Regions from separate parts of the Mus musculus genome. Here regions 1, 3, 4, 5 and 6 are each linked to region 2. Evidence: chromatin contacts called from public Hi-C and promoter capture Hi-C data. All regions are on one chromosome and are shown on one strand. Each heading gives the region's core, a stretch centred on a gene start, on an enhancer-like site or on the middle of the called end of the contact. The rest is flanking DNA. Distances are from core to core; before and after follow the strand shown.

Region 1 (3,388 bases), core at 346-2,845, 570 kb after region 2:
CTGGGGCACTTGTTGTGAGCAGCCACAATGCGGTAAAAAGGCCGGTTGGTGCAGCCACCCAAAGCAAGGCGTATGGTTAGGTGGCCTCCGTGGTAGGCTTTGCAGAAAATGGTTGCTGTAGAGAAATAGTTCGTTAGGGTGCAAAAATGTTTAGTAGACTCAAAATATAAGGTAATATAAGGTAAAGGCACAATTCCTCCTTCTACTGCAATGTTCTCACTTCCAATCTATGCCCTGCCCCATCCAGCTTAGATACAATCGTGTGGGTGAAACTCCTCCTTAACCCCTCCAGACCAGACATACCTCCTTTTTTCCAAATCCACATAACACAGTCCTGCCGAGGTTGGGGTCCACTTTACCCTTGGAGACTCCATCTTGTAAATAGTCTCCACTTTGTACTAAGATAAATTCTAAGAAACAGCTGAATTCCCAGAAATGGCTTCTGGCCCCAGGCGCCCCATATGAACTTAGGCCACAATATCTCACCCTATGCCTTGTTGGTTAGCAACTAGTCCGGACTGAAACCAACCAGCCACTATATAGGCTCTGACTGGCTGGCCTCAATCCAGGCCAAGTTAAGAAGCCAACTGAGACCCTATAGGTGGAACAACAATATGAACTAACCAGTACCCAGGAGCTCTTGTCTCTAGCTGCATATGTATCAAAAGATGGCCTAGTCGGCCATCACTGGAAAGAGAGGCCCATTGGACTTGCAAACTTTATATGCCCCAGTACAGGGGTACGCCAGGGCCAAAAAGGGGGAGTGGGTGGGTAGGGGAGTGGGGGGTGGGTATGGGGGACTTTTGGGATAGCATAATGTAAATGAGGAAAATACCTAATAAAAAGTTTAAAAAAAAAAAAAAGCCAACTGAGGTACTTGACCGGTAGTAACCCACTTAAAATGACAGGTATGGAAAACCATGCATGTGGTCCCTAGCCCATCCAATTTGTGGTTTTTATGTTTTAAAAGGTTGTCCTGTCTTGCCCCACGCTGTCACGTTTTGGACCCCGAACCCAGCCGTCTCCCCGAAATATTAGCTTTTAAAATAAGCTTGCTGGTTTAAACTTGGTTTTCATATTGGATTATTTCCAAATTCTCGGACCCTAACACCATTTACTAAGCCATGACCTTGTCTTACCCTTAGGTGCCTCATCTGTAAAACGATTTCTACGATGTGTGGTAAAAAACTGAGACAGGCTGGGCGCGGTGGCGCACGCCTCTAATCACAGGGCCTTTGGGAGGCAGAGGCAAAGGTCTGTCTAGGAAGGAGTTCGAAGCCAGCCCGTCTTTACGCTGCGAGTTCCAGGCCAGCCAGAGCTACCCAGTGAGACCACTGCTAAAAGCGAGACGGACTGAGACGAAGCTCCGCTGGAAGGCGATGTGGCCGCGCCTAGCCCGGGTCGCCGCAGCCCACGCCCGCCCGGAAGCCCCGCGCACTCACTGAGCTGGACCATGGTGCCTGGGCGAGCGGCTCTCCAGCTGTCCCGCTGCACAGCCCCGCGGCACAGAGCCTGAAGCCCGGAAGAGCGCCCCCAAGCGGCCGGCGGGCACACGACGCGACGTCCGCACCACTCCAGAGCCGGAAAGCCCTCTGCGGAAGCCTCCGGCCGATCGGCCCGCCCCTTCCGCTTTCTCTTCCAATGCGCACGGGAGGGCAACCGAGCGCCGGGAGTGCCACAGGGCGCCGGTGACTGATCCTTGACTGCTACGGAAGAGGCGTGTCTGTAGGCGTGGGCTGCTGGCGGTCTTCAGCTGAGTGCCTGCGGCGTGCGGGAGACTTTCCTGTCCGCGGCGGTGCTGAGTTCCTTGCAGGCCGTTCCATCCTGCGACGGTTCCCCCGCCTCCGGAATATCCTCTGTTCTCTTACCCACTGTCAACTGTGTGTGACACAGCACAGTTGTATTCTGGTCCCACCTTTGAAGATGTTGCCTTAATTTCCAAGCCCCAGTAACATTGGTCCAGAACTTTGGCAATTGTGCACCTCCAGGGAATCTTACCAACAAGGTGATCAGATAAACTTTAAAAAGTAATTCTAATAGTCACACCATTATGCCAGATATCTACCCACAAATAGTGGCTATTAATTAGCTACATGTACATAAGAGCATATAAAATATAATGTGCTATACATACGACTCCAGAAACATGATAAATTTTGAGTTTGGGGTTTATATTTTTTTAATGTGAACTAAAGGGGTGGGGATGGGCAGGCTTCATCTGGTGACAGTTTGGAAAGGAAACGTGCTTGGGGCTCCATATTAAATATCCACTTGTAAGGCTGTCAGAAAGATGGATTTCCAAAACCAACCATTTCCTGTACAGTGTGGATTTCTTCAAGTAGAGCCTGGTCTTTCAGTTTCAGCTGCAGAAACAAGGCAGGGAAGAAGTTATGTCCAACACACCAGGTGACTTTGAAGACCCCTAATTTAAGAGGCTCCAGATTTGTGGGGACGGGATGGGCCTCTCCTGTATTCTCGACACCATGGAAGCTCTCAAAGAATTGGAATGTATTGGATCTTGGGTGGGAATTCATCAGGCACTGAGCGCTCTCATGGTCTGTACACTCTCAGAATGGCAATCAGCTGTCGCATACCTTTATTGTGTACTTATAAGCCTGCTCTGCTTCCAGTTGTCGTCCAACCTGAAAGAAGCAATTAACATCTTTCCTAGTAAAATGTGAATCGGAGGTTACTGACCACATCCATCTCAAGGAGGAACCGCCCAGAACATTCTCCTTGTCATCAGTAGAGACAAATCTGGAACTCTTCCAACTTCAGTTGCTGTGTGCTAACAGCCAGCTTACCTTTCTTTCTTAGTTGGGCCTTCACCTGACCCCTGAGAGGGCCTTGTGAAGGGACAATAAGAAACACTCACTTTCAGGCAGACCAGAGCCAGATAGGCCCACACTTCGGCGTTGCAGTTATTCAACGCGTTGGCTTCAGACAGAGCATCCTCAGCTTCCGTGAGCTCCTCCAGCTTGGCAGAGAGAGAGTTAGGAGATACAGTCCAAATTGGTTTCCACTTAAGCATAGTAGAGTTGTTAGAATTCCTTCTAGGCTCCACCCCACGGTTACCTGGCAATTGCCAGGTATGCCTAGTTTACTATGAAAGGAGCTCCTCTCTTTGCTCTCTCTCTCTCTCTCAATGATTCTGGCCTTCCCTCTTCTCCTCTTCTTCCCTCCCCGCCCCCCCCCCTTTCTCTGTCTCTACTACTTTCTCAACTCCCTTACACATGCCCTAAATAAACTCTATTCTATACTGTATCTGTTGTGTGGCTGGTCCCTCAGGGGGAAGGGGTGCCTCAGCATGGGCCCACAGAGGCAACCTCTCCCACCTCACTATACCACACCTCTACCAAAACATATCCTGGCCTCTTTTCTACTTCAT
Region 2 (3,232 bases), core at 17-2,516:
ATTCATTACCTTTTCAAAGAACTTGGGCCAGTCACTGCTGTGGATGTTTCTCAAGTTACCTCTGTCTTCAATCTTGTAGTGTCTGATTTTCTGGTCTTCAAGCCAAACGATAAAGTTTCTAAATTCTGTTTCATCTGCAACGAAACATCATATATCAAGTCACTAAAAGCCTTTGTGATCCTTGGTGGCTTTCTAACCTGCAAACACTACATTAACTGACCCCGAGGGAAGTCAGCAAGAGCTCAAAGTTCAGACTGCAGAGCCATAGATACCTGGCTCACTGCAATAGACTCAAATTCTGGATGAGCCTCAGAAAACCGGATACACTTTCTAAGCTTCAGATTCTTCAGATACAAGATGAGGAAAACGGGACTTACTTCGTGGGGATGTTTTGAGTATTGAATGAATTAAACATGCAGGGCACAGTGTTTCCTATGTTTTATTAGAACTCTGGTTCCTTTAGAGTTTAAGGGGCATTGGGCAGGTAAAAACTTTGAAGCAAGCCAATAGAATAAAATAAACTAGAAATAAACGATTAAAGCACCCTGAATACAAATATTAAAAACTGAAAGCTAGGGGACAGTGTACAGTTACCGGGACGCACCTGCTTCCTTAGATCCAACCCCTCCAAACACCAAAACCCAAAACCCTCAGGAAAGATCCTCATTTTACTCGTCAGAAAACTGAGGTCTCAACCCCCAATTTCGGCTCTACCGCCACCCAGCAATCTTGAGCCAAGTAAAAGCCAAGTAAAAACCAGGACTGACCCTGATATGCTTCTGGAGACCAAACGCTGCCACCCCGCTTCTACCGGTGCGTCCTGCACAGCGGAATGAGGCCCTGGTCCCCGCCTCACTCTCAGTTTCCCACTGGCCCGCAGGACTGGAATATCTTTTTTTCTGAACGGTTCCACTTCCCTGGCAGCCGGCCACGAACTTTCTGCGCGCCCCGAAGGGCATCCCCGGTCCCCTCCCCTACCCCGCAGGTGCCCGCCGAGCCGCCCGGGGGCCGGGAAGCCTGCCGAGCGCCTCAGGGCAGCGGCTGCCGGGTCTGGGTCCGGGTCCGGGCGGGCTGGGGAGGCGCCGTCGCCGAACCCCGCGGCCGCCACCCACCTTTGCAGTTGAAGCCTGAGGGGTTGTGGTAATCCAGGGCCGTGAGCTTGCGTCGGAACATGGTCCCCGCTGCTCGCGCTGGCCGCCCGGGCCTCCGCCGGGACAGGAGAAGCGAGGTGAGGCGGGCAGCGCAGGCACCGGCGACGCGGCGAAGGGGCGGGGCGGTGACCGACGCTCCGACGGACGGCGGACGGAGCCAATCGCGGCTTAGGAACGCCCGCAGCCCGCAAGCGCTGGCCAATCATCGCTGCTGCTTAGGAGGCGGGGCCACGTCGGTGCACGTCGACGCTCAAATAAACTTTATTGTCAGCTTCCTAGTTGTACAATGGACCGAAAGCAGGTCTGAAGCTGCGATTCGTGGATCTAACTCCTTTTCTTGCAACAGTAGGCAAAACCAAAACCCAAAACCAAAACCAAAAAAAAAAAAAAAAAAAAAATGTCTGTACGCTTTCTCGAGTCGGCTATAGCTCTTATTGGCTCAGAGTTGCTGTTTAATATCTTGAGCGTATTAATTGCTCGTCTTTGAACGCTGGTAATACAAAGATCGAAAAGAAAGGTCCCTGCAGGATATTCTTTCGGACTAATTGGAGTGATGTGGAGATTAGATACAACCCCCATGCCATATTTCAGTTTGTCCCCAAACAGTGAAGTCAGAAACCGGGAACCTGCGTTTCCTTCTCCTCAAACCTCTCAGTCACTACCTTCAGTGGGCCACTAAGTCCTGCCATCTCTTCTCTCTCATCCTTTCTTGCCTTTCCTGATGTATTTTCCCCACTCTGTAACGCGACTGATAATCTAAAGCGCCCATTTAAAACTTTCTTCTTATCTTTTAGCAAAGCTGTCGGTGCTTATGATCTAAGTTGCATGCTTCCAGGTTTTTGGCCTCTTATCCAAATATGCAAAAGCAAAATAGTTTTATTTGAAGCAATGCTATAGTGCAAAGTTACAGAATGACAGCAGGCAACGCGAGCAAAAGTACCAAGTACCTCAGGCTACAGCCTGGGTCTCTTCACCGGTCAAGAAAAAGGAGGCGCTGGTTACTAATGTGAATGATCCTTTATTTCAATTGATAGATCAGGTTATACGATCATTTCAATACTGCTCACGTCCCTTCCAATAATGCATCTGGCTTTAATCACATGCACAGGCATATGAGAGTAAATAAGAGATTCTTCTTAAAAGCTTATTAGAGGACATAGTTTCCCCTTAATTGTGCCTATACCCCAAGCAAGTTCAGGCCATCTTGACCCTTCTAATCTTTATACCCCATACATTGGGAATATACTTGAATAAAAACTGTGTAGGTGTGATTGGTACTAGGGGTGAAGAAACATTATTATTTAGAGGTAGAAGTATATATAATCTGGGGAGGTTAAGGGAGTTCCGAGGTGCCAGGTAAATTGTTTGGAGAATTTTTGGTTGTGTGTGTGTGTGTGTGTATGTGTGTGTGTGTGTGTGTGTGACTTACCAATGAAGGAACAAGGCTGCCAAGAGCATCATTGTAAGAGGGGCTATGTGAATAACCAGAAACAAATTGGGGTTCCAAGCTATCCTCTCTCCCATGCTTGCCTGCCTCAGGAACTGCCTGCTGTGCTCTAGAGACAATCAAATGCTCCTACTGGATTTAAGACCCTTCCCATTCCGTTACAAATTGTTTTCCAGATACAGGCGAGCAGTGATGAGCAGGACAGACTGGCTGTCTACTTTGATTCCATTTAAAAGACCAAAAAGGGAGGGTGGGAGGGACAAAAGAGAGAAACAGTGGCTTGGAGATAGTGAGGAGTTCACTCGCAGTCAAAATGATAACTGATTTTGCTGGAAACAGATGCACAAAGGCAAGAAATGAACAATAGGGCCGAGAGGGAAACACTTATGGAAGCTGGAGGGAGGTGGTGACAGCTGGCGAGACTGTGGACAAAGGCAGGCGCTTGATCAAGAAAGGCCTTTCATGGCAAGCTGAGGGGCGTTATTGAATCTCTTGGAGCTAAGCCAACTGTACGTTTCATTTTAGTTCAGGAGCCGGTAATTAAACAGTGTTTGCATCTGTGGGGCATACAAATGAAGAAGCTGTAGTGTCTAATTTCAGGAGGTTTAAATGTAATAATCAACACAGATGCTTA
Region 3 (3,033 bases), core at 258-2,757, 720 kb after region 2:
GGTACGTCTGAAGTCAGCAACAGTCTACTTATTTATAATAATAAAATAAATCTTTGAGAAAAAAACCTATTCATTCTTTTTTTAAAATTTATTTAATGTATATGAGTACACTGTCACTGTCTCCAGACACACCAGAAGAGGCATCAGATCCCATGACAGATGGTTGTGAGCTACCATGTGGCTGCTAGGAACTGAACTCAGACTTCTGGAAGAGCAGTCAGTGCTCTTACCCGCTCTTACTCCAGTCCTATTTAGTTCATTCTAATGCTTAACCCAACCACATATGTCATGCTTTAAGAACCTAAAGTGCAGATTGAAAACAGAAAAAACACAGGTGGGCAGTGGTGGCGTACACCTTTGATTGGGCTCTTAAGAAGCAGAGGCAGGCATATCTCTGAGTTCCAGACCAGCCTACTTTCCAAGTTCCTGGCTAAGACTACGCAAAAAAGCCCTATCTCGAAAAACCAGCACACATACATACATACATACATACACACACACACACACACACGAGAAAAGGGTTTGTTTTAAAATATTTTAATGGCAAACCATGGTCACAATTCAAAGCAAAGCTAGCAGTATTTAAACACTGTGCCAGTCTATACTTGAGACACTGAATTTGAAAATTAAAATAACTTTAAAAATGAGCATAATCTAAATGACGAAATCTTCATTTTACGATTTCTGCTTATTGACTGCAAAATAAAGAAAAATAATTTCAGTTCTTAATATTCTTAATCCATAGTATTAGTGTGGTAGATGGGCTCTCTCTGAGAGCCTGGACTTTTAAGGAACTTTCAACTGCCTCTCAATTTAATTTAAATAAATCTGTTTATCTGTACACACACGTCCTCCCTGGCTCAGAAGAATTTCACTTTTCCTTCTAAAGAGTAAGTCGTGTGTTTAGAGGCGGCTTGTAAAACCCTTTCTGTTAAGTGTACCACTTCCTATACATGGGACTTTTTTGCCTCCTCTTTGTAAGATGGCTTTTTCCCCTGCCCCGCAGCTACGTCTGGGTTCCTAGGTCACCCCGGGATCCTTCATCCTGGTCCAGTCCCATACGGTTTTCCCGATTTCCGCGCGGGGTGGCATCTGAGGGCCGAGCGCAAACCCCCTGCGGCTGGCGCTAGCTAGGCGTTGTCACCCGGGAGCAGGCGTGGGCCAGAACGCGGGCGAGTCCAACGGCGTGCGGCTAAGGGGTTCCGGGGCCCCTCGGTGCGCCCGGGCAAGCCGGGAGTGCAGCTGTCGAGGAGCCGGAAGCTCTTAACGCGGGCGCCGCGCCGACCACAGGCAAAGCAGGAAAGAAAGGGGCTCACTGCGGCGGACGGCCCTGAGCCCGCGTTAGCGACAGCCCGCGCACGACGCCCGCCCGGGCCTGCAGGGCGAGCGGGAGACCGAGGAGCAGCCTACGCCTCGGCCCGGCCCAGCGGGGACCCGCCCAGGGGCCACTCCCCAAGGGAGGCAGCCAGTCACTCGCCCGCCCCGCCAGGCCCGCTCCTGAGGGGACGGACTCCCGCCCGCCCTCACACCGCGCCTCACGCCAGGCCCCCAGGCTTCGGGTACCTCTCACCTTTGACGACGCGGTCGGCCCCGAGAGGGGGCGGTGGGGGCGGGGGCGGGGGCGGCGCGGCCCGGGCCGGCTCCGGGGCGGCCATGCTGGGCCCGGGGCTCGGCTAGGTGCCGGGACGGGCGGGGTTGGGGGCGGGGGCGGCGGCTACCAGAGCCAAGCGGCGGCGCCGCCGGGGAACATGGCGGACCCTCTTTCCCTTCAGAGGGGCTAAGACCGTCATGCATCGCGCGTGCAGGGGCGGGGGCGGGACAAGCTCCAGGGACTTGAGCAAAATTACCGAGGCTACTACAGAAACGGAAACAGTCCAAGGGATCAGGTGAAAATTCCGTACATGCAGAAAGACAAACCAGTAAAGAGAGGTTGCAGATTAAACTGAGGGGCTGTTGATAAAATGCAAGGGGAAAAAAGGACGGTTTTTTGGCCGCTTTGGAGCCCAGGAAAATGAAGAGGTGTAATTTGATCTCAGAATTTCCCAGGCCTAGACAAATATATGACAATTTATCTACAAAATCTAAGTGATAATACTATGGCCAGAGAGAAAAATGAAAGAAGCATCAGGGAATCTATAGAGTGGCATTATCATTTAAAATGAAATTTTCCCTTTAATACCAGACCTCAGGAGGCAGGGGAAGGCAGAACTCTGTAAGTTCAAGTCTAGCTAGGTCTAACCACTCAGGGCAACAAAGTGAGACTGTCTCAACAAAACGGGGCCCTAGAGAGTTGCATAGAATTCGAACTCTTGCTTTGAGAGTTTGGAAAAGTCCAAAGGCACATAAATTCAGCTGGAAAAGTCTAAGCACCACGATTTAAGAACCAAAATGGATCAAGGGAAGTAGGGAATGACACCAAGAGGTGTCCTGAGAACCTGTAAGATTCCCCTGGAAAGCCATTGCCTCTCTCGTAATTCACTGAGCAAATAAATTTGAAGGCAGAGAGATGGTTCAATGGATAAAGGTGCTTGCAGCCAAGGACTGTGATTTAAGTTCCTTAGGACTAATCCCCATGGCCGAAGGAGACAATGGAAAGAAGGAATTAGACTCCTTCTAGTCTGACATCTACTAAAACTTGTAAATAAAGAAATGAAATAGAAAAAAATGGAAAGCAGAGACTAAGTAGGTAGAAAATAGGAAATTAGTTCCTTATCTTTGTACATACTCGGAATTTGAATTTGGGCAACTTGCAGAAACAGATCCAAGTTGACCAGCATCCAAGAGGTCAAGAAACAAGTACAGGTGGTCCTTAACAGTTATTAATAAGATGCTCAGATGCTGAAGGCATAGGCCACCAAACCCAGTAATGGAACCACAGGGCACACAAGGTATTAAAAGAGAACTGACTAGTACAGCTTACTCTAGCCTTCATGTGTCCTCCTCATACATATGCACAGTCATTACACTTCTTCCAAAAAGATAGAATTGTGTGTATGACACGAGCAGTGTTGAATGGTTCAGGGGCCAACATAT
Region 4 (3,499 bases), core at 987-3,486, 660 kb after region 2:
CACATTGTGGCATGTGCACCCAGCCCCACAAACTTGTACACACATGCATGTACACACACAGATAAAAGAGTGAATCACTCCAATGACAAAGTTCTATTTCTACATTTTAACTACTATATTAAATCTTACCTTTAAGGGCCTAGAGGACTTATACCAAGATTTTTAAAACAAAACAAAAATAAATAAAGCAAAGATTATCTAGGTATTAGCATATGAAAAACTGAAACAATTTCAGTGCACCTTGAAGATTATTAAGTACCAGAAATGAAATGCCATTTCCATATAGGTCACAGAAATACCTTCACAAATGCACATTTATATAGGTACTAGGCTATTCATCATAGCATCATCTGTAATAGGAAAAGTAGTTCAAGATAATCTAAACATCACTTAGCGATAAGTGAATCATGAATATTCATAAAGTGAAGCTATAAACTATACACCTTCTAAAAGTCCTTTTAAAAAATCCATTAATAAAACCATCTACCACACGTGGTAAATTAAACAAAGCCAGGTGGAAAACAAGCGTTCTGCTAAAGAAATACACCCATTTTCTTCTCTCAGTAAACAAGCTCACAGGAAGGAGACAGGGAAGCAGAAAAGGGTGCAGCCTGACTGGGAGAGTGCATGCAGGTGTGTGTGGGGTGTGTGTGGGGTGTGGGTGTGTATGTGGGGGGTATAACGACAAAGCAGCTCATTTTTTCATGGCCTTTTAGCCCCTTTAAACATTGCTCATGTGATCACTTCAAAAAGTAGACTTTAAACTTTTTGTAAAAGGCTAACAAACCCTAGGGTGACTCAACAAATTACTCAGCTCTGCTGAAGTTAACAGGACTCTTCTGAGTGAACCAGAGCTTTTGTTTTCCCTTTAACAATGTTACAAACAACCTTTAGAAAAACTTGGAAAATCCAATCTTGGTTCTCCAAACCATCTCCACCCAGTGAGTCAGTTAGTAAAAGGGTGGATCTATGTCAGTCTCTCAACTGGCAAGAGGCCTAAGAAGTTAAGGGTGGGGTTGGGGGTGGGGACCGGTGACAAACTGGGAAGGGAAACAGGAAGTGTGACTTAGGCCAGGCAAGAACAGAAACAGTTTCCCAAAAGCCGCCTCTAGGTTCCGGAAGGGCCATTTAAAGCAATGACTGAGGATAACAGGGAAACAGGGCTTAGTCCTCTGCGTGGGAAGGTAGCCCTCTACTTAACCACGAGGGCTAAAGGGTGGTTTAAGTTTGCGGGAGCAAAATTATTTACTCCACTTGTTTCTAATGATTTCCTGGCCTAAACCGTAGCTCACTACACTTGTACTGTAATTGGGGCAGATTGCTTTATCAGAATGGCTCGCTATCACCTGGCAGCAATTAAGGAATGTAATGGATAACAGTAAAATACCTTTCGTCTTTTCACTTGGTTTAGCCATTCCCCTCTGCATCTTGCTTACCTAGACGGCTGATATGGGTCAAGGACAAGGAAAAAAAAATCTAGATTGTTACTGGAATAGTTTCCAAGAATTTTAAACCGGAGCTTACATATCAGGCTTGTGAATTCTGCCCTAGATGTCATTAAGCACGGCACAAATTCCTCAAGTTCCTCTAAATTTGCTGTGTCACCAAAAAGTCTAGTCACTAGCCAAAGCCAGCTTTCGGAGCTGCTAGTCGGCCTTCTGGCAAGGGGCTTCACCAGGGCCACCATCGGGCCTTAAGTCCGCCACTTGCGGCCCAACTGACCGAAAGCGGGGTACCACTGCTGCCTGGCATCCCACTCTAAGCCTAACAGAGTGATTTACCCACAGACCTTCCCAGTCCTCCAGCACGCAGGGAAAGCATGCCCAACCCACCCCAAACACCCGAAACGCGTCCGAGTCCGCGTCCGCCACCCGGAGGCCCACCTCGTTAGGACACGCGCGGGGCTCTACGACTACGGTTGGAAGACCAGACCAGGGACTGGGAACGAGCTGACTGACCGACGGAAGAACAGCAAGGGGAGGGGGTGCGAGTCCTCACCTGAACGAGAAAGCAGCGTCACACCCTAGCCCGCTTTCCTGCAATATGGAGCCAGAGGGCGTGGCGCATGGGCGGCGCGAGGGTGCTAGCTGCTTGGACCGCCCCCAAGCTCGGGCGGGACGCTGCGCCCCTCAGGTGGCTCAGCTAGTTTTAACACGTGTCTATATCTCAGCGAGGTAAATCTACTCCAGGTGGTGCTACTGTAGAAAGGAACTGCAGCTTTGGGTGGAGCCGCGCAAGTGGGCGGAGCAGAGGGACTCAAAGATAGAGAGCTCCAGGCCTCCGGGGATCCTGAGAACCTAGGTTTGTTTCATGTGACTATAGGGAATTGTGAGTAGACAGAACTGGAGTTGAATTAAACAAAACTAAGCAGGGTTCAAAGTTCTACTGGTCCATTAGTGTTAAACTCACCATATATAGAACTAAGTATTTGAGGCACTTACATGGAAAGAAAACATACACAGAGACATAGTGAAGTGATGAATGGAGGTTACAGGTCAACCAAATGTTCACCTCTTTTTTTTTTTTTTTTTTTTTTTTTTTTTTTTTTTTTTAAGGTTGGTCTTACTGGGACTGATGGGCAGTAAGGCAAGAATGGCTGATCAGTGAGCTCCTGGGATTCACGTATGCATTTTCAGTGATAGAATTACAGGCTGGCATTTGCACCTGACTGAGCCAGCTCTCCACCATGGCTTTCACTTTCACGACAAAATTGTATTTGGGTATGTAAGCCTGAGCATGACTTGTAGGGATTGTTTCCCTTCCTCTACCATGTGATTTTCAGGGATGGAATTCAGGTCATAAGGCTCCACGGTAAACACTTGGGTAAGGCATGGAGACAAATGCCTTCACACCTCAGCACACGCCAATTCCACTATACTACAGTTTTTAAAAAAGTTTATTTGTATAAGATATATTTCTGAGTGTGGGCACATGTGGAGGTCAGAGGACAACTTGGAAGAGGAGACAGTGCTCCCTTTCCACCATGTAGGTTGAGAGAATGCCACTGTGTTTTCCAGGCTTGGCTGCAAGGCCCATTTACCACTGGGCCATCTCACAGGCCCAAGGCACTTTCACTTGATATTTGAAACATAAAATTTAAAATAAGGTAAGCCAGGCAGTGGTGGCGCACACCTTTAATCCCAGCACTTAGGAGGCTGAGGCAGTTGAATTTCTGAATTCGAGGCCAGGCTGGTCTACAGAGTGAGTTCCAGGACAGTCAGGGCTACACAGAGAAATCCTGTCTCAAAAAGCCAAAAAGCCAAAAAAAAAAAAAAAAAAAAAAAAAAAAAATTGAAAGAAGGTAGTTTTTTGTTTTCATTGTTACATCCCAGAAGTAAAAGGTATCCTGGAATCCTCTGGTATTCCTGGAGCCAAGGAATAGCAGAGTCACACCACACATCAAACCTTACAGAATAGACTTGGCAAAGAAGCAGTGAAGAAGTGAGCAGAAAGCAGGCTTTCTATCCGGTGTCTTGGCGGGGAGGTGCAGACCTTTCCA
Region 5 (3,117 bases), core at 290-2,789, 970 kb after region 2:
TTTTTGCAGCATATTCCTGCGTAGATGTTTTCTTTACACACCTCCGGACCACTGAGAAGGCACCCCTGGAGAGAGAAGGGGGAAAGAACTGGGACACAGCGCCAAGCAAAGTGACACACACATACTTCAGATGAGGACAGCCATGCTCCAACCACCAGACTTGTAGGGACAATCAACAGCTAACTTAAGAATGGTAAGCCCACCCGATGGCCCTAAACAGATGTGGGTGGAGCACCACCTGGCTCCCATCTAGTTCCAACAGCCTCAAACCTCAGACTGGTGGGCGATGCTTCAAATACACACCTGCTGCATCTCACTGATTGCCTTGTGGTCCCAGCAAAGGCAACCAGGAGAGAGAAGAACAGGGAGACCTTGTTCCTCCTCTCAGCAGAAATAATTGAAAGTAGGGAAAAGGAGGGATTAAACAGAAGGTATGGTTTCCTGAGAAATTTCCCTTAAGCCTGGGAGAAAGTGACGCTCAAGATCCGCTCAACTGGCTTAAACCCACAGCATCCCCGCTCAACTGACAGCAGGGAAACAGAGGAAAGACAGCTCTGATTGTGACAGCAGTAACTCCCCTTCCCCGTGCTATTTTCCTGTACGTGACCCGCCAAATGGGCTGCGATCTCGGGCTCTGGAAATATCTAGGGGGGCGGGCAGAGCGGGGGCTGCAGTGGCCAGGCTCTGCACCGCGGGTGGGGGTGGCGGGGACCCGGGCTGCGGCGGCGGCCAGCTCAGTGCGGAGGGGAGGGGGATGCTGCGGCTGCGGCGCACGGCTCCTGGGACCACTGCAGGGATGGGGGGAGGGGCCGGGGGTGCCGCAGCACTGCCCAGCAGCAAGGCTGGGATCCTGGAAGCCGCACTAGCGGGGGGGCGGGGCCCGGCACTAAACATCTCCCCACACCCCGGCACCGCAGCGGGGCTGGAACTGCAGAGCCGGGGAGGGTCCTGAGTGCCGGGCGCGTGGGAACTGGGGGGCCGGTGCTGAGTGGGCTCCGGAGCTGGGTGGGGAGGGGGCGGTGGACAGGCGGGGTCGAGGGAGGGGAGCGTCTGAAGGGTGCGGGAGGGGCGGGGCTGGAAGGCGCCCCGGAGCAGTCCCGGGGCTGCAGTTCCCGCGGCGGCGCCGGGTGCAGCAGCCTGGCAGCTGCTGCAGGGCGCGGAGGGGGCTGCGGGACCGGGAACCCGGGGCTAAGGGGCCCCCGAGGCAGCACGCGGGAAAAGCTGGGGGTGGGGCGGGTCGAGGGGGCGCTGCAGCGGCCGGTGCAGGGCCGGGGGGCGGGGCGAGAAGCCGCAGAGCGCCGGGACGCCTGGACCAGGGTGGGGGGCCGCCGCGCGTGGCGGGTGGGCCGTACTTGCCGAGCTCCTCGAAAAGCTGGTAGTCGTCGGTGAAGCGGGTGCAGGTGGCGGTGGTGGCCATACTGGCGGGCGGACGCGGCGGTGCAGCCCGCGCCGACGTCGGTGCACAGTCACCGCCGCCCGGCCGAGGGAGCAAGAGGAGGAGACGGGGCTGAGCCCGGCAGCACCGCGAGACTTTACCGGAGAGAGCGAGGGAGGGAGGGACACCCCCGCGCCCGCCCGCCGGCCCCGCCCCCAAGCCCCGCTGGCCCCCGCCCCGCCCCCGGGGAGGGGCCTCCCACCGTCGGCCCCGCCCCGCCCCAGGAGCCGCCCGAACTGGGCCCCCTGCACCCGAGGGCCAAGGACGCGGGGTCCCCACTCCCGGCCACCCACTGGGACCGACCGAACTGGAAGACACCTCCTGCGGGCTCCTCCAGGGCGGACCCTGCAAGAGCTCAGGAACCAATGTGTGAAAGTGGTTCTTGAGTGGTGTTGGGTCTGGACCACCGAGGTCTGGGGAGAGGCCCCACACGTGGGTCCCATGACTGCAGCCTGAACCAAGCCGGAAAATGCCAAGGTCAAAGAGCGTATGTGAGACTGTACACTCGAGAGATGCCCCCAGACTGCAGAGCCAGCTGCCCGCAGCCTTCCCCCAGGGTGCCGACACTCTAGATTAGTGCAAGAATCAAGGGCATCATTAAGAAAAAACAAAACCAGAAAACCTTCAGCCGCGGTTTTATCAGCGAAACCAGGCCATGGGGCAAGATGTTTGCTTGCTTTTCTTTCTTTCTTTCTTCCTTCCTTCCTTTCTTTCTTTCTTTCTTTCTTTCTTTCTTTCTTTCTTTCTTTCCATTTATTTGTTTCGTGTGTGTATGCCTGTGGCCCTATGGTTGCCACAGCGCACGTGTGGAGGTCACACAACTTGGGGAGTTGGTTCTCTTTTCACTACATTGGGGGATGGAACTTGGGTAGTCAGGCTTAGCTCACGCATCTTTTTACTCACTGAGCTGTCCTGCGGGCCCGTGTGATGCTTTCCTGCATTCCAGTCTTAGAAATAAATGTTCTCTCCTAGGTCAGTAATAAAAGATAAAAGTAAGAATGTCTTGAAAAGGCTTTGTGCACTAGTGGCTAAAAGCAAAAGATGAAAACATGCTCGTTTTCTTGTGGGCATCCAGTACTTTTATTTATGACACTTTATCACATTTTGTAATGATGTATTTGCAAGTATGAGTGCTAGCACACAGTATTGAGAACTCTTGGATCATACTACCTAGCTCTCGGATGTCTGGAAAATCATTGACCTCAGGCATTCTGCAGTTCATGAAATCTGTCTGGGCCTTATTTGAGAACTGGAAATAATAGTGCAGTATACTTCATAGGGCTGTGAGCATTTACTGGGTTAAATCATGTATAATATTAGAGTAACCCTCAGTACCTTATTCAAACAGTGTTTGCAGCTATTGTGTAGTATTTTTCTTCCCACTAAACTGTGCACTCCAAAGGAACCCCTGGGTACTTCGCTCCAGGCTCAGTGTTCATAGAACGGCTCTGTCTCCAATATTACAACTTTATGGGACAGAGTCAAGTAAAAGCCACTCTGGAGGAGCAATGTGCAGGGCAATTTCCCGATGCCCCCCCCCCCCCCCCCCGCGCAGCTGTACCCCAAGTCAGAGGCCATTCCCCACTGGGCAGAAGGGAGCTCAGCCAACTGCTGCCTCTCAGTCTTGATTACAGCAGGGTGCCCACTGGGAATCCAGCCTCCTCTGTCAGCAGGCCAGTGCT
Region 6 (3,048 bases), core at 44-2,543, 850 kb after region 2:
TCCACGGACAGTATTTTAAAAGTGGATAGAAACAGGGCTGGTGACAAAGAACACTGGCTGCTTTTCCAGGTGACTTGGGTTTGATTTCCAGCATCCATGTATCTTACAAGATTTGTTAACTCCAGTTCCAGGGGATCCAGTGCCCTCTTCTGGCCTCTGCAGGTACTGTAGTCACAAAGTGCACAGATACACATTCAGGCAAAACACCCATACATAAGACATTTTAAAACAAGCTAGACAGAAACAACTGACTGGTTAGTAACTGACATGCAAACTTAAATGCCCATTTTTCTCTAAGCATGCATTACTGTGTAACTACCATTACGTAGGAAAAAACCCCACAAAACAGTTTGCCTACTCTATTCATGAACCTAAGTTGGCCCAAAGAAGTGCTTAAAGCATAACAGCACAGAAAGAATTCCAATGCATGCAACGGAGAGGTTGGAAGCATAAAAAGTGGGAGTTCACGGTGATCATGGGTTATATATCCAGTTTCAGGATAGTCTGCCTATAAATTGAGATCCAGTCTCAAAAAACTGATTAGAGGATAAAAGAGCAATAATCATTTATTAGTTAACATTGTTCTCTGAAGAGTCTTATGATTACTGAAAGAATTGTAGCTCTTTTAACAGAGAGCAGGGAGGTCTTTATATTCTGGTAGAGTTACCTCTATTAAAAAAAGGGCAAGGCATAAAATGGTAACTAATCTTTATTGAATAAACATTATACTGAACAATCTTAGGAAACGTCTCTAAATTCATCCCAATTCACTGTTCGACACGAATTCTTTTCATTAAAGAAGTAAACCGGGGCAGAAGTTGTCCAAACATTGAACTAATCGGCCCAAAGTCGAGGGTTAGAACCCACCCTACCACTACCACGTGTGGCTCAAAGGTCAGGGTGAGCTCTACCGTAGGGACGCAAATCAACGGGGTGAAAGGTTAACAGGAAGTGGATACAAGACTAGCTGTCCTTAAAGTCAACACACGACGAAGGGAGCGTTACTAAAAATAATCTGACCTAGTTTTCTCAATACCCTCTCAGCTGGTAAAGCCATAAAAAAAGTCTGGAAAATGTGGAAAAATCTGGAAAGGAAAGAAAAAAAAAAAAAAAAAAAAAAGCATGAAACTCAGCAATACTTTACAGACTGCGTCCATGACGGGATACACCACATACGCATGCGCAACATCCGGGTTTCCGGAAGCGTGCCTAAGGCCGACGTGGCAGAAGGAGTGGCCTAGCCCTAGAGCATGGGGCGGAACTTCCGGGGACGGCACGCCAGCCCCCCCCCCCTCGGAACCGGAAGTTGAGCCTGGGAGCCTTGACGTTAGGAACGAAGTCGAACCTGGATCTGGAGCCGGGTGAGGAGTGGCATCGCGAGGTTGCGTGGTGGGGAGGAATGCTGAGGAGAGGCCAGGGTATTTTTGGCCTGATCGCTGTCCGGTTTTAGAGGAAAGGGAGGAGCCTGGAGGCGGGGCCTAGAAAGAGACCCTCACCTCTCGCATCTGTGGCCGGCGATCGGTCTTAGGTCCCCGGACCCCTCCCTTCACCTCCTGGCCCAGGTTCCGGCTCGCTTCGCCCTCCCAGCATGTTGAAGGGCATTAGAGGATTGGTCTTTACTGCTTAGTGAACCGGCCCTCTTCGTGGCCCTAGAGGCTGGCTTGGCTTCCGGATCTCGATCTCTGGAGCGCTCAAGCCTCCGCATCTCGGGTACTTTCAGAGTTCTAGGAAGCTTGCCCCGCCCCTTTCGGTTGTCACCCTCGGCTATCCCCCTAGAATGGAGTCAAGATTGGAGTTTGACTCTGAGCTTATTCGGTCCCTCAGCCTCCTTCAGGAAATTAAAGGGAGAGGGACGTTTCCCAGGCTTGATGTTGGTGGCATGTGCAACGTTTAGCGTTTGGAAGGACTGTTCTAAAATGGCTTTGACTTTACAGAGTTTTCAGTCCGGCAGCGGTTTAGCTTCTGGGCTCTCCTAGCAAAGAGAAACCTATTGTTCTACTGCAGCACCTGAAAGGAGGTCTCACTCTTCCTGGGCCTCTTCTGCCTGTATAATAACTAGAAGGATGTTTAGATCTCCAGTCCCCTTGTTGGAATGACCCCTGAAAAGGACCTCCAACTCATCCTTCTGTTCCTGGGCAAGATTGCAATAGTTTGATAGCGACCTATCAAACAAACCTTAGAACAGAAACAATTACAGGCATGCTCTTGGATGTAGAATACCCATAGTCCTCTGCTTGAGACATGAGATGAATGACCTTTGCCATGGAATATTGCTACTTTTTTTTTATCTTAAATGTTTCATTTGTGAGGTTAATACATTCTGTTCATGGAAAGACTGGGGTCAGAGTAACATTTGGATTATTGTAGGTCAGACAAAGAATACTGTTTCTCCCAAATAGCTACTTTACAGTTTTTCTTTGTGTGTGTGTGTGTGTGTGTGTGTGTGTGTGTGTGTGTGTGTTTGAACAAAACCTAGTACATTTGAAGTTATTCTGTTTTGGGGGATGAATGGATGACTTGGTGGTAGATACAATGAATGGAAAGTGGAAACATTGCTTTATTTACCTGTAACATCATGGTAGTTATCAGGCAGAGGACTCTGTGTGACTGCCTGGACACTGAAAGTCATACCACTGGAGAATGGCTGCTGCTGTTCTGTTCCATTAAGTCTGTCTGAAGTTGAAATTTATACCTTCTTGGCAGTGACACAACATGGGGTTCACAGTAACAAAACCCTTGCTTTGAAGAAAGTGACTGCATACTGGCGGGGCAGGAAGTTTCTGAGATCCTGTAGTAGTGTGGGAATAGTTCAACTGATCACAGCCTGATAAGGTCAATCCCTTTTCATCTCTTCCTTCCTTCCCTGAATAGTTGCTCCCTCCGTAGAAAGTTTGTTTTGACTGATTTCGTTCTTTTCCTTCATTCAATAGGTGAGATCAAATCGGGGATGCTCTCATAATGAATGTCAACCAGTCAGCTCCACCTGTTCCACCATATGGGCAGAACCAGCCCATCTACCCAGGGTATCATCAGTCGAGTTATGGTGGG

Evidence for each region. Promoter capture Hi-C pulls out the DNA fragments that hold promoters and counts their contacts. A called contact is a pair of places that touch in the nucleus more often than the background predicts. Capture Hi-C pulls out chosen DNA fragments and counts their contacts.
Region 1: a promoter capture Hi-C map of liver shows a contact between it and region 2, with 3 times the contacts expected there. The contact joins the promoter of Mrps16 here to the promoter of Rtraf in region 2. A contact is called at or near these places in 9 of 39 promoter capture datasets (cranial neural crest, embryonic stem cells, hippocampal neurons and 5 more), 3 of 484 Hi-C or Micro-C datasets (CD4 T cells, CD8 T cells and pre-B cells) and 2 of 115 datasets of contacts at active chromatin or transcription factors (pro-B cells and stem cell-derived neural progenitor cells).
Region 3: a contact with region 2 is called in a Hi-C map of CD8 T cells, with 7 times the contacts expected there. The contact joins the promoter of 1810062O18Rik here to the promoter of Rtraf in region 2. A contact is called at or near these places in 3 of 39 promoter capture datasets (cranial neural crest, pre-B cells and stem cell-derived epiblast-like cells), 1 of 484 Hi-C or Micro-C datasets (CD8 T cells) and 1 of 115 datasets of contacts at active chromatin or transcription factors (memory CD8 T cells).
Region 4: a promoter capture Hi-C map of pre-B cells shows a contact between it and region 2, with 2.2 times the contacts expected there. The contact joins the promoter of Anxa7 here to the promoter of Rtraf in region 2. A contact is called at or near these places in 3 of 39 promoter capture datasets (frontonasal cranial neural crest, hippocampal neurons and pre-B cells), 1 of 115 datasets of contacts at active chromatin or transcription factors (pancreatic cancer cells) and 1 of 9 other capture datasets (pancreatic islet).
Region 5: a contact with region 2 is called in a promoter capture Hi-C map of pancreatic islet. The contact joins the promoter of Camk2g here to the promoter of Rtraf in region 2. A contact is called at or near these places in 1 of 39 promoter capture datasets (pre-B cells) and 1 of 9 other capture datasets (pancreatic islet).
Region 6: a promoter capture Hi-C map of pre-B cells shows a contact between it and region 2, with 5 times the contacts expected there. The contact joins the promoter of Sec24c here to the promoter of Rtraf in region 2. A contact is called at or near these places in 3 of 39 promoter capture datasets (cranial neural crest, liver and pre-B cells) and 1 of 484 Hi-C or Micro-C datasets (pro-B cells).

Annotation. Positions count from the first base shown.
Region 1 is chr14:20,392,039-20,395,426 of GRCm38.p6, forward strand. Mrps16 (mitochondrial ribosomal protein S16) reads right to left here and starts at 1,596. Exons shown (of 3, transcript NM_025440.3): 1 at 1,443-1,596; 2 at 1-115. The coding sequence starts at 1,455. Cfap70 (cilia and flagella associated protein 70) reads right to left here. Exons shown (of 29, transcript NM_029698.1): 27 at 2,876-2,977; 28 at 2,595-2,642; 29 at 2,152-2,363. The coding sequence ends at 2,283.
Region 2 is chr14:19,822,557-19,825,788 of GRCm38.p6, forward strand. It overlaps Rtraf (RNA transcription, translation and transport factor), which reads right to left and starts at 1,267. Exons shown (of 8, transcript NM_026528.3): 1 at 1,113-1,267; 2 at 10-134. The coding sequence starts at 1,173.
Region 3 is chr14:20,544,786-20,547,818 of GRCm38.p6, forward strand. It overlaps 1810062O18Rik (RIKEN cDNA 1810062O18 gene), which reads left to right and starts at 1,508. Exons shown (of 6, transcript NR_033571.1): 1 at 1,508-1,559. Ppp3cb (protein phosphatase 3, catalytic subunit, beta isoform) reads right to left here and starts at 1,788. Exons shown (of 14, transcript NM_008914.3): 1 at 1,571-1,788. The coding sequence starts at 1,655.
Region 4 is chr14:20,477,897-20,481,395 of GRCm38.p6, forward strand. Anxa7 (annexin A7) reads right to left here and starts at 2,237. Exons shown (of 13, transcript NM_001110794.1): 1 at 1,999-2,237.
Region 5 is chr14:20,792,549-20,795,665 of GRCm38.p6, forward strand. It overlaps Camk2g (calcium/calmodulin-dependent protein kinase II gamma), which reads right to left and starts at 1,540. Exons shown (of 21, transcript NM_001360186.1): 1 at 1,353-1,540; 2 at 1-65. The coding sequence starts at 1,417. It overlaps Gm30108 (predicted gene, 30108), which reads left to right and starts at 1,691. Exons shown (of 2, transcript NR_153779.1): 1 at 1,691-1,912.
Region 6 is chr14:20,673,028-20,676,075 of GRCm38.p6, forward strand. It overlaps Sec24c (Sec24 related gene family, member C (S. cerevisiae)), which reads left to right and starts at 1,294. Exons shown (of 23, transcript NM_172596.2): 1 at 1,294-1,361; 2 at 2,931-3,048. The coding sequence starts at 2,959.